Linked DNA regions of Rattus norvegicus: region 2 is linked to region 1. A link is a contact called in public Hi-C data. All regions are on one chromosome and are shown on one strand. The core of a region is the stretch at or near the end of the contact, and the rest is flanking DNA. Distances in the headings are between cores, read along the strand shown. Region 1 has its middle 26 kb from the start of Setmar. Region 2 holds the start of Itpr1 (inositol 1,4,5-trisphosphate receptor, type 1).

The links. A called contact is a pair of places that touch in the nucleus more often than the background predicts.
Region 2: a Hi-C map of kidney shows a contact between it and region 1, with 3 times the contacts expected there. The contact joins the promoter of Itpr1 here to the enhancer-like site in region 1. A contact is called at or near these places in 6 of 12 Hi-C or Micro-C datasets (the A7r5 cell line, the Rat2 cell line, Schwann cells and 2 more).

The regions. Positions count from the first base shown.
Region 1 is chr4:142,625,069-142,631,539 of GRCr8, reverse strand. No RefSeq gene overlaps it. Among named protein-coding and RNA genes, the nearest start is that of Setmar, 26 kb to the right of the region's middle. Within about 2 kb of position 1,434, at least 3 of the 93 cell types and tissues checked have an H3K27ac peak or open chromatin away from gene starts, as enhancers often do. A contact at or near this core is called in kidney, where this site is marked.
Region 2 is chr4:142,738,257-142,744,840 of GRCr8, reverse strand. It overlaps Itpr1 (inositol 1,4,5-trisphosphate receptor, type 1), which reads right to left and starts at 1,401. Exons shown (of 62, transcript NM_001007235.2): 1 at 1,250-1,401; 2 at 331-400.

The DNA of each region.
Region 1 (6,471 bases), core at 185-2,684:
GGTGGAGCAGACTTTGTGTAAGTGAGGTCCATTCTAAAGAGGGTGAAAGATCATTCTGGAACTGCTAAATTGTACAGTGCTAGGGAAGAAGTCGATATTTGCATTTAAAATAACATTTCTTATTACGTTTTATGCTTGTGTGTGTTTATGTGCCACAACACACATGGAGGTCATGTGTGGGAATCTTCTGCTGTGTGTCCTGGTGCTCAAACTCAGGTAGTAATGGTTGGCAGCAAGCACCTGTACCTGCTGATACCTTCGCTTCCCGCCTGATGCGTGGCCTAAGATGACCTACAATTCTATATCCTCTGGCCCTGAGTCCTAAGGTTATAGGTCTGTGCCATGCTCTTGCAGAGGATCTGTGTTTGGTTCCTGGCACTGGCATGGCCGCTCACAGTCACCTGTAACTCCAGTTCCAGAGGATCTGACATCTTCTGGTACCTGTGGAGGCTAGGCATTCTTGTGATGCAGACACACAGGAAGGTAAAACTCTACACATTACAAAACCAAGTAAATCTAAAAAATGGTTAAAATGCACACAGTGAAAAATTTACTTGATGGAGTGCAGTATACATGGGAGGAAGAATGATCCTGCAGAAGTACACAAGGAGTGTGTATGAGAGAAAGGAGCTGCAGCTTCCTAGGGACCTCATTTTACCCAGAAGTCCCTTGGAAAGTTCCATAACTCCATCCCCACCCCATCACGCCTAGGGTGATTTCCCAGAATTGTGTGATTGCTAGGCACACTGACAACACATTTTCATTCCCTTCAGCCCTCATCACTAAGTTTTCCGGCTAATACCAGGTAGGGCCACAAATGTCAGGTTCCTGACTGATGGCTTCATTTTTATTGGTTGAAACTTGCTTCTTGCAATACAAAGTCCTCAGAACAGACGTTAGTTCCACAGGTTTGTCAGAATCTGGCCTTTGGTGTTCTCATGCTTAAAACACCATGGAAATTATTAACTCTGAGAGCCTGGGATGAAACCTTGGCAGCTAGCCAGAGCTCCTTTCCCCCACTGTTTAGAGCATCAGAGCCAGAGTTTAATTAATTTTTTTGATTAAGCAAAATCATTACAGATGATATTTAGGTAGGCTATGAAGTAAGAAATGCTGGATTTTGAAACTTGCCCTACTTGAGTTCAGAAAGTCCAAGGGATTAACAGCAAGGGATAGAAATGGCCACCTTCAGATTCTAACCTGTCCCCAAATGGTCATTGACCCCAAAGCCTTCATCACGAGAAGGCTGGTTCATTGGGTCTTTGGAATTTCAGAATAATTGAAGGTCAGATAGAATTGCTCTCCTGGCCTGAATCTAGACCCTGCTTGACAAACTGTGCTTTATCTGCTGAGGGGAATGGAAGCTATCAGTGTGACTTCTAGCATGTCAGTTTGGCATCTCGGCAAAGTGCTATTCGAAGCTCAGAATCAACCTAGGAGAAAAGTGAAACCAGTTAAACGGCTGCCAGAGGAAGAGAGATGAGGCCGTCCTCAGGAGCTGATAAGGTTTGCCTGCATTTTGTTCATGCCTGATGTTTGTTTTCTCAGTCTACAAGTCTGTTTCCTTTAAACACTTGCCAAATAAAATCTTATCTATCTTTAAGTGACACAGGAAAATTTGTCTTGAGTCTCTATCCTTCAGTAATTGTCTTCAGCATCATGTTGAAGGAGTTCATTGGGGGTCATGTCCCTCTGTTCCTATCTACTTCCCTGAGCCACCTTTAGGCAGGTAACATTCCTTAAGGTAAAATATATTTGGTGATAATGCCTACCTATGGGAATTATGGAGAGGGAGTGTCAAGCTCATCATGGTTTCCTAGGTCCTCAGTTCTGTTATGAATGTGTTATTAAAAGCAGAGGAGGGGCTCAGTAAGTAAGGTCACTTGCTGCCAAGCATGATGACCGAAGTTTGACTGGGGATCCATATTGTGGAAGAAGGGAACTGACTCCTGCAAAGTGTTTTCTGACTTCCACAGGTATGCTGTGGCCTATGTGTGCTCATACATGTATACTACACACACACACAAACACACACTCCCTCCACATACACACACATTAAAAAATAAAGCAGAGGAAGAGATAGATACCATCAGGTAGGACTGGTCAGCTATAGTTATATTTATAGACGAAGAGAAAAATGAACTAAGGCTACATGAAAATGCGACTCAGATCCCCATTAATTAACAACTTGTATTCCAGACCTCTGACTTTGCAAATATCCCTTCTGTACTACATGGTCTGTCTGCTCCACAAAGTGTATATACGAAAGGAAAGTTGCATCTGGTCTTTGCTGTTGTCTGTAATTCCGAAGCTCATCCTATTTAACCTACCTCACGATCAAAGTGCCTCTTGGGAGGCTGGCCTTGTAATTCACCGGCAGAGTGCTAACCTGGCATGTCCAAGGCCCTTAGTTTGCTCCTCAGCATCTCAATTAAAAGAGAAGTTACTCATGAGCATAGCAATTTAGCAAAGAGCAGAAAAGGGAAGGCAGCGCGCTGGTTGGCGAGATCTTGGTCAGCCGGTGAAACTTTCTGTGAGCTGATTTGATTTTGGTTTAGTTCAGGATCATGATTTAAACTCATCCTTTTCTCTGTGATTACAGGTCCAGGATCTCCGTTCTAACTTCATCAACTCCCACATTTAAAGATTAAGATGATTTCCAAGGGAACAATTAGGGGTTGGCAGAAAGGACTCACAGGGTACAGTTCTTTCTAGCTCAGCATGTACTGTGGGGCTCTGAGGATCTCCAGCATCATCGGGGGTCAGTGAGTCAGCACTGTTTCCAGCATTATTAAATTATTATTATTATTATTATTATTATTATTAATTCCTAGTATCACATGAATGTACTGTAGAATTTTCGAGAGACTTCGTGTTATATAACTTCTTTTGAGTACTCTGTCATGTCTAGGAGTGAGAACTTTGAGAGTGAATTATCTAGGAGAAAAGCAAGGTCCCAGAGTAACTAACTGTCTTTGTCTTTGAAGAGCATGGCCCTCCCTTCTCCAGCCCCTCTGAGGACAACCTGCAAGAACTGAGCTCAGATTACTCTAAGAATGGTTTAAATTGCCATGGGATGTCATGTTTTCCACATAGCCTTTGAAAAATACTTTGGTGTGTGGACAAGTCTAATGGCTGGGAATCAGTCTAATGTCAGACTTCGATAGTGTTCCCCATGTATTCGTGCATGTCAAACGAGAATCCTCAATATGGAAGCCTTCATTCGAGGGGACAGTGGTCTGGGACCTTGTGTGTCCTTTATGTCTTCTCTTTAGGAGATGGCTGTATTACAAAGCCAGTGAGAGGGGCCAGGCCATTGCTGTCTGAAGCACCCACTTTGTTCGTCCCTGCTGAGGTTTGACTTCTCGGTGCTCTGGCTTGTGATTACTCCACCTCCTCAAGTTTGCTTCCCAGCCAGCAATTTCAGGCGCTTCCTAGGTGCTCAGCATTGTACTGAGTGCTTAATGCCCATGATCTAGTTTGATCTGGAGCACAGTGGTGGGAGGAACTAGTTGTTTTGGGTCATTATTCCCAAGAGGCATAAAAGAAACTGTAAGTGTCTGCAAGGCACCCTGGGGCGGCTGTGGGATGAGGTAGGATCAGGGCTTTATTGTTTTTTGTCGCTACTGTAGTATTGGATCTGTGATTTTATTGTGCATTTGGTGACAGGAATTATGGATGGAGTCTGAGAGATTTTTGAGGTCAAGCATAAGCCCTAAAGGGAGAAACAGCCAGGTGGGAGGTGGGTGAATGGATTTGTGGTTGAGAACATGAGCTTCTGGCTGTCCAATTCAATAATTTTAATCTGGTCCCACCACTTGTTAGATCTGACTTTTGACTGAGCTCACCAGCCCATTTAAGGTTTGAAAATTAAGTGAATGTATTTGTAGCCGACATAGAAGCCAGGCAGGGCTGTTAAAGTAGTGCAGGGTGATTTATGCAAAGACCCTTGACTTGCCTTAAGTCCAGTCCCAACTCAGAATATCTCTGCTTTGCCTCATCTCAGTTCCTCCAATGGGTTAATGAGACATCCAAGTTTAAGACCACGGCATTTTTGGAAAGACACAGTTTTGCGCCCATCTTTCCCCTTCCTGCCGAATTTACCACTTAGGTTTTATTTATTTATTTATTTATTTATTTATTTATTTATTTATTTATTTATTTATTTTACAAATGATTAGATGACTCTCAAGAAAGACGTGAATTTGTCTTAGAGGTGAAGTAGAAGAAGGGTGGCTATACGGGAAAGGGTCATCTTGCTGGAAGTAAGGCGACCACCGAATACATTGTCAGCTCATCTGTGCCAGGCTCAAGTGTATAAAATGAATGAAGTGAAGAGAGGAACCTGAGATCCATTCAGAACAAGGGGAAGAACAATGTGTTCACCGTGCTTACTCAGTCAAAGTCTGCAGAAGTGTATGATTAAGTCCCCTGGTCTTTGTGAAACAAAGCTAAAGCATTTCCTGCTCTCTTACCTCCACTGCTGTGCTCAAAATGGAGCATTGTTCCTTAAGAAATAGTTTGGGGGCAGCTTCCAGCTCCCTTTGCTTCTGTTCCAGAACAGTTGTAAATAGTTCGGTGGTAGTGGAGTGGTTTAAACCCACCATCACAGCAATCGCTATCATGTGTATAATCGGATTAGCGGAGGGCTTTGCTTCACGACATATTAGGGCAGGCAAAGACTGGAACACAGTGGTTACTGTTTGTAGCCTCTGAGGTTTGAGCAGTGTTTGTGGCTGCCAACAATTGCACCTCCTCCTGTGGCCACATTCACTGAAAGGCAGCCGCTGAAGGTGCTTTTCTGTGTAATGTTCTCCCTCTAGTGGCTAGACGGGCTTTGTAGTTATTTATTTTATTGTTTTCTTACTGTTTTTGAGCAAATCTTCTGTAAATTTGGAGAACCTTTTCATTTTGGGGTGCTGTGGACTTAGGGTTGCTAAGAGGAAGGAGGTAAACAAGATGAGGTACATCATTTCTTCTCTTGAGTCAATGTTCAGGTGTTCGTTTTTATTTGTTTTCAGTTTATGTGTGTGAGTGATTTGCCTACACGTATGTCTGTGCATCACAAGTGTGTCTGGTGCCCACCAAGGTCAGAAGAGGGTATCAGATCCCGTTGGACTGGAGCTCCAAGACAGTTGTGAACATTTTGAGGGTGCTGGGAACTGGACCCTGGTCCACTTTAGGAGCAACCAGTACTCTTACCTGCTGAGTCATCATCTCCCCTGCTCCAGCTTTGTAAAGGACAGGAAGAGAGGCTCAAAACGATTCTTTATCTTTTCAACTGGAACTTTTTTGGGGAAAAAAAAAACACTTCTGAGTCATCTCTCCAGGCAGGGATAGTTCATTTTAAAATAATTGATTTGATTTAAACATTCCTTTACCCTAAGTATCTGGGTTATTATTATTATTTTTTAATCTTTACTTTTAGAAAAGTGTTTCAGCAGACCAGTTCTTACTTATTTATCTTTGCCGATTTGTGGCAGTATGTTCGTAGGAGAAATCCCTGGAGTCCATATGCTGTATTAAAACACACAACTATTTAAATAGTGATGGATATTGTCAGCCCTCTGTAGCAGTTTCCAGCACAGGAAAGGGTGTACCCATGTCAAATGCCCTACACAGGGACTCTGCTGTACTTGTGACCTCCTAAGTGCCCACAGCTCTGATGCTGCTTCTCGGCCTGCGGTTTGGTAAGCTGGGTCCCTGGCTGAGTTAATAAATCTGACCTTTCTTACATATGGCTCATTCGGACTGGCTCTGACCCCATGTGCCTCTGAGAGTTGACAAGCATGGTCTAAGAGCCAGCGAGACCTGGCAGGCTACCTAGTCTCTTCACAGCCAAACACCTCATCTCTTGATTCTGTCTTAATGATCCACAGGATTGGTCGCTGGACCAGGCCCAGCATGTTGTAGCATTTGTCAAGAGACTGTTCAAAATACATTTTCCTGAATGTTCTTTGGGAGGACTAGTGTGTTGGATCAAAATGAGTCCTGGGATTATAAACCTTAAGTCTCTGTTCTTACGTTCTTAGCTGTGGGACCTCATGCCTCTTGGGAGATTAGGTTGTAGTATATGTGGAAAGTGGATTTGAATTATATCGAACCCTCTCTCTTACAGAGAAATGGAAGGGAGGGCTTCCTGGTAAATTCTTTTTAGAGACATTAGATTGAGTTCTTCCTGTGTCATCTTGGTGTCCCTGTTTTGGAGGACTTCTTTAGTCTGTATTTCTTACCTTCTTTTTGAGTAACAAAACAAAAACAGTTGGGAAGGATCATTGCCCTTGGCACAGACATTTTGTAGACCCCCTGGGAGTTAGTGCAGAGGCAATGCCAGCCAAAGAAAACCTGATGTAAGTAGGCTATTTTATGTGTGTGTGTGTGTGTGTGTGTGTGTGTGTGTGTGTGTACATGTATGTGTTCTAGCATCATACTTTACTGCAGGCGGTATGTGGAGACCAGAAAATGGTATTA
Region 2 (6,584 bases), core at 152-2,651, 110 kb before region 1:
GAAAAGTTCTGCATCTTTGGGAGTCTAAATAATGAGGGTGCCTTTCAGGCTGGTAAGGGACCACCCACTTTACAATCTACCGCAATTTACTGCTTGTTGCTGTTGCTTACCCACCACCCCTTTACCCCCATGCTTCGATTCTAAGCAACCTTCAAAAGTAGCTGTCACTGGATCTTTACTCAAGACCATGACCAATTTTGACCACAGTTTCTTTCTCTTCCCTACTCTACCTCTATGTACGTTACAAGCGGAGTTACAAAATGCTTAGGACAAAACAAACAAACAAACAAACAAACATTCTTGACTACAGAACTCAGCTCCCACACTCACCTGACCCAGGTCAGGCACTCTGTAGCCAATGGACTCCCAGCCAAGGATGCAAATCCTTTGTAGTCAGCTCCTAAATATTTACAAAGAAAGAAGACTGAGTATGGGATCTTGCGACGGTCTATCAGAATGTTCCCAAAGACAGGTTTCGACTTTTTTAGTCTCCGTTCGCTTTTCCTGCAGATCCCACTCCCCACCTCCAAATTTAGCAGTCAAGTTGGAGGGATCTCTTGCCCCCAGATAAAAGCAACCCCAGCATGCTTATTTCCCGTCCGGAGCTGACCAGAAAGATCAGGCACGCAGAAACTTCGAATACGATGGGGGGGTGGGGGGAAGAGACTGTGGACGAAAGGAAGTGTTGAGATCCCAAAGCACTTGTTTCCCCGCGTGGAGGCCAAGTATGTGAAACCCGCGTCCTCATTGGGCACGAGCTCCGTCCACACTTCTCTCATCGCTCCCGCCCCTGCTTCCTCCGGTTTTCTTCCTTTTTTTTTAAACCCACGGGGGCCCCCACGCATGCATTATCCTACCAGCCAAGCAGCGCAACAGGGCTAGCTACATTTTTAGAAAGATTATTTCCTTGAGCAAACTCATATGACACCCCCTCAAATACCCCCCCAGGGGGGAAAACTATTTCCTGCAAACACTCCAGCCGTTTCCAACTTGGGGGAATGCCATTTCAGTACGGGGAAGGAGGTTGAAGCCGGTCACTAGAGTCGAGGACATTTGGGGTTACTTAAGCCTGAAAAAAAAAATCAGACCGCCTCCCAAAACTGCTCGCAGGGAAAGAAGCCCCAAAATACACGCCAAGTGCATAAGTGCATGCAAAGCCACCAAGAACTCCCAGTGATCAGGGCAAAAACTTCAGCGCACGGGAGCCAGTGCCAACTCCCCGAGCCCTCTGCCCGGCCCCAGCAGCTACCTTGGTGACCGGGGAGCCACGCCGGTTTGAGGGATCAGGACCAGGACAGGGGTTAGCAGCCGCTGGGCAATCCCATGTCCGCGAAGAGGGAGCTCGTTCCGTTAGGATGGGAGCGGAACACCCACACCTCCTCTCGGCGTGCGCTTTCTCTCTCTCCACCCCCTGCCTCCACCTCCTCCACCACCACCTCCTCCTCCTCTCCTCCCACCCCGGCAGGCTTGAGGAAACGCTTCAGCAGAACATCCACATGGTTACTGCACTTTGAAGCAGCTCCCGGCCGCTTATATAGGCCCGGAAGCTCCCTGGGCAATGTAGTCCGATTCCCAGGTCCTGCCGGCGCCTGGGGCTGCGCAGAAGGACTACAAGTCCCAGAATGCCCTGGGCTCTGGGGCTGGGTTCTAAATAGACTCCCGCGCACTGACCAGGGTCGGGGGAGGGGCGCCGAGCGGGAAGGCTGGGGCTGCGAACCTGTGTCTAAGCAGCGAACTCCCCAGGTTTGGCAAGCCCGATCCACAGGGTGTCCCTTACCCCTGTGAACCCTTCTCTTTTGACTGTCCCTTTTCTAAAGTCAGGTGTCACTAGGGGCCAGAGAGAGAGGAAGAGCTCGGATTACTACTTTGGGAAGTTTTTACAAGCTGTTTACCCACCCCCGCGCGTCCTGTGTCCTGGAGCCAAGAATTTCAGAAATCCGAGGCACAAAAACGCCAGTGTTTTGCGGTCAAGGATTAAAGAAGCAAGTTTGTCTTTATTAAATCTGTTCCAGTTCTTTATTGGATCCTGCTAGTGTCTGCATGAAAAGTCTGGCAATGAGGTGGTCCCTGCTATCGAGGATGCGGGGTAATCGTGTGAAAGCCCTTTTCTGAATCCGAGCTGTGTCTGTCTTTCGTCGCCCGGTGGGAGGTAAAAGGAACGCAACCCTTTCGAGTGAGCAAATAAAGGAACCATGTTGTGACTTGGCTGATGTTGTGATCGCGAAGCAGGAAAGAAATACAAACCGCGACCTGGTCCTGACCCCGCTTCTAGGACCCCTTTGCTCCTGGAATCTGTAAATGCTCAAGTAAATAAACCGCAAACCAGAAAAATAAGGGCTTCAGAGAAAGCGGCTATACTAAGATGTGTGCGTCCAGGCGAGGTGTGCTGCAAGTCTTCAACCCAAGCCTCTGGGCTGAAATGGGTTTCAACACACCACAAATAAGTGTAGGCTCCAGCCTGCAAAGTGCTTAGAACTTTGGCTTTTGAAAGAAGAGTTTGAATCGCAGGCAAAGTTATCCCACTGTCTCCCTCCGCATCCCACCTCCCACCCCCCACCCCGCCCAAACCAGACTGCAAGTATTCATTCCACAAACGTTCCCCGGTGTCATCTGGGTGCCAGGCCAGGCATGGTGCCAGGATATGAGAGTGCGCCAAAGTATATCATAACATCCTAAATGGGGTCTGTCTGCTACCGCTAAAGACCTACTAACAGCAGTCCTTGTTATGAAAACAAATGGTTCTACAGAGCTCAGCCCATGTCCTCTTTCTGTACATCATGCTATTGTGTTTTACCGATTCTGGGTTTGTTATCTCTGCGCAGTAGAAACCAGGTTAACTTCCGGTCTCCATTGCAACTCCAACCTGTACCTATACCGAGGACTTGCCCTTCAGGACCTCCATCACCCCTTCCTTAAAGGACCCCCTCCTTCCATTTCAGGAGCAGCCTATAAGCCCTTCGGCAAACCACTGTCATCTCTGTACCCCAGTTTTGCCATCTAGAGAGGGATTTGATACTCATTAGGATACGCCTGTTCTTTTTTCCTTTGCATGATTCAACAGCCTTGCCTAAAGTCTCGTGAAACTTTAAGAACAATAGAGGGCAAAAGAGCTAAGAATTATTGGCATATTTGGTGCTCAAACTAACAATTATGGACATTTCATGGGTGTGTGTTGTGTCCCAGGCATTGTTTCTAAGCTCTCTAAGTAGATCATTTCATCAATAGCCCATGGGAAGCTAAAGCATGCAGGGTTATTTCCAAAAGGCACCGATGGCAATCTTGGGAGTCTAGTGTCTGATGCTTCAAGCTGCCTGCCCTCCTTTGTCCTCAGGAAAATCCCCACCTTGCTACAACAGAGGAATCCACACCTTTCATATCTGTTGTTTCTCCTGTCCCAGATAAAAACAAACAGTTCCCACTTTCCAAGGCCCTTTAACTAACTTTCAAGCAATTTCAACAAATCAGCCCACGATGATATAACTGGGGAAGGAGGAGGGGGATTGCTTCATGATCTTCTAATGTGCATTTCCAAAAGAATACTTGGTCATAGTTGAGAGGTACAGGTAGCTCATTTTCATCCTCACCACAGTGTAAACATAAGCCCTTTGTCTAGTTTATCCATGGTCTTCCCTGCCCAATGGCAAGTTTCAGTGAGATCAGGTCTTACATTTGTAAACTCTAGTCCTCTTGACTCAAAGAGGCTTACTCTTCTCTCTGCACATTTTTGTAGATCTGGAAAGAAAGTTTCCTGCAACCTTGTAATGGAAGGTGTGTTGAGCATACAGAAGGCAACAGAGGCATATCTTTCTGAGCAGTTGAGCCTTTTAGCGGCCAAGGTCAGTTTTCTTTGTCAGGTGTGCAGATAGTGCTGCTCAACATCTGGCAAGTTCTGGAAGCTGCCAGATCACAACAAAGTACTTTTGCTAATTCTACTACGGCCCAAAGTGATTGTTTGTGACGGACAGTTGATGTGTGGCGATGCTAACAGTGATGAATGCTAGAACGAGTGGCTTACACTCCTTTATGAGCCAGCAAAAGGATGTATGGGGGTGAGCTGTGCTTCTCTGTCATAATTTTTTTGGGAAGAATTTTCCTAGACCTGCATCTGCAATCCAGTAGCTATCAGTCATCTCGGCACCGAAGATGCAGCTGTTTCTAAAGATGTGAAGTACTTATAAAATACACAGTTTCAAACACCTAAACTTCAAACGCAAGGCTTCGGATATGTTGGATCACACCCTTGAAATGTTTTTTCCTGGTTTTTACTTTTTAAATTGACTAAAAATTTAATCTGCAGCTCCTGTTATATTCTATTGGATGGTGCTAATTCAGAAAACTGAGACTCAGATTCTTAAGATAACAATGGGAAGTGATGAGGATCAGGGCTACGCAGATAGATCAATGGTTGAAACCCTTACCCTCAAGCATGAAGACCAGAGTTCTATGTGTGAAACACAGACAAAAGCCTGTCAGGTACGGTGACCTGTAATTCCATCACTCCAGAGGCCTCAGATCTCGAGGACATTTTGGCTAGCTAGATTACCTGGTATTGGTGAGTTTTGGGGTTCAGTGAGAAGCCTGGCCTACTAAATAAAAAGGAACATGACAGAAGATGCACAGTATCACCTTTGGGTCTTGACATGCTTGCCCATACATATGTGCCATGAAGAAATATCCCTATACATATGCAAACACGTGTACATAAACACATACCATACATGTGCCCAGTAAAAAGAAATGATAATCTGTCATAAAAGTACCCGTGGGCAACTTTACCCTTGAAATGCCCACTCGGGGAAGTCAGAGGACTTTGCAGTTAGGACAGTATTAGAGACCAAGTCTGAAGAAACTCCAAAACTAGCACAGCAGCTTACTCCAGGGAAACCCCGCAAATAGAAACAGTTTTTGTCAGCAGTACACGGCTGCAGACTTGGACCAAATTCTAAATTTGTCTGCTGAGAAGCCCACCCTCAGGTCCCCTCCTACTAAAGAACGCCAGTACAAGTCGTGCCAAGGAAAGGAGGACTCAGAAAGAGCAAGGTTGACAGCCAGCTACACCGTTAATATCCAAGGTTGTGTTTGTGGAAAGAGTAAGGCAAGTAATCCTTGCCTTGGCAGCCCAATGGGTCATTGAATTCCAGGACACGAAAGAGCTTTCAAACCTTACCTGAGCTTTACCAAAGCAAAAATATGTTTTACAAAAGCAAAACATCAAAGGCCAAGAAAAAGTAGCAGTTCACCCTGAAACCATGCTTGGCCGAAAACCAAGTGTCCTAAGTTCCTAACTCCTTCAGGCACAAAGTCCAGTCATATATGACTGTCACAGTGAGCCTTGAATGCTTCAATTACTTAGTAGCTTCTCCAAGTCCCCCTTAAGTGGCAAGACAGCATAGCTGATACTCAAATCATAGTATTCGTTCTCTCTCGGAGATAACTTCTTTCTTTACCTGGTGTGATGGATACTATTGAGCATGAGAAAGATCAGAAAAACTCATGGTCATGCACATCAAAATACCAAGAGATATTCCAAATGGCAGTGGCAGCAGTCTTTGGAGTTTTTGCACTGAGTGGTCCAAATCCCAGCCATAGACACATCCACAAGACTATATTGTGTTTGGGCTTTCTGTGTGGTTTTTGTTCTTATAGGCCAGATGTGATCTTTGAAGATGAGCATGTGTGTACCTTTCACGGCTCTAACTTGGGCACTGGGTAAAGAGAGGGTGCTCGGCGCCTATTGGATCATGAGGTCTTAGAATTCCGAGAATGGCTAGGAGAAATGATAACCTGCAGACACTCAACAGCCTACAGGAGATGAAAAAGAGCTGGGATTACAAGACAAATAGAAAACAGGAAAGAAATGCGTTGGTCTAAAGTTTAGAAAGGGAAGGTATTTCCTTTATCCAGACCCAGGACATCCTGTCCCACCAAGGGAAAACATCACAAATTGGAGGCTCTTCATTTGTTGTCTGATCTCTAGAATTTAGAGGAGTCTGCTACTTAGTCACCTGGGGACTCGAGGGAATGTGAAGTGTCAGTGCCACACCAGGCAGGCAATATAGGAGTACAAAAGTCAGCATAGCAGTGGGCTCAGTGGCAGAGGATTCACTTAGCATGCATTTAAAAGATATAGGCAAAAACTAGTTACTACTGCTTTTTTCCATATGGGAAAGGCAGCTGTGACATCCTTGATGCTATTATTGTAGAAAAATTTCTTACACATTATTTTCCTGTGAAACATGCAAAGTCAGGGATTTACCACAAAGTAAAACATCCAGCCCCACTTCCTACCTCCCATCTATAAGACTGTTACCCTAACATGCTAGGACAGACACACTGGACCAGGACCCTTGAAATGCCTTGCTGACTTTTTATTACTACACTATTATTATTCCAGCGGATATGAAGTATAGGTGTCAAAGGAGACTCAGAAAGTTGTTATGCTATTGTTTGAGATGGGGTCTCACCCAACTCACCTGAACTCCAGTCCCTTCCCACTGCTGTCATTACAGGTGTATGCCACTGTGCTGACCTTCATGAATGTCTACTTTATGCAAGAATTCAGGAATCCATGTTTTTAAAACGTC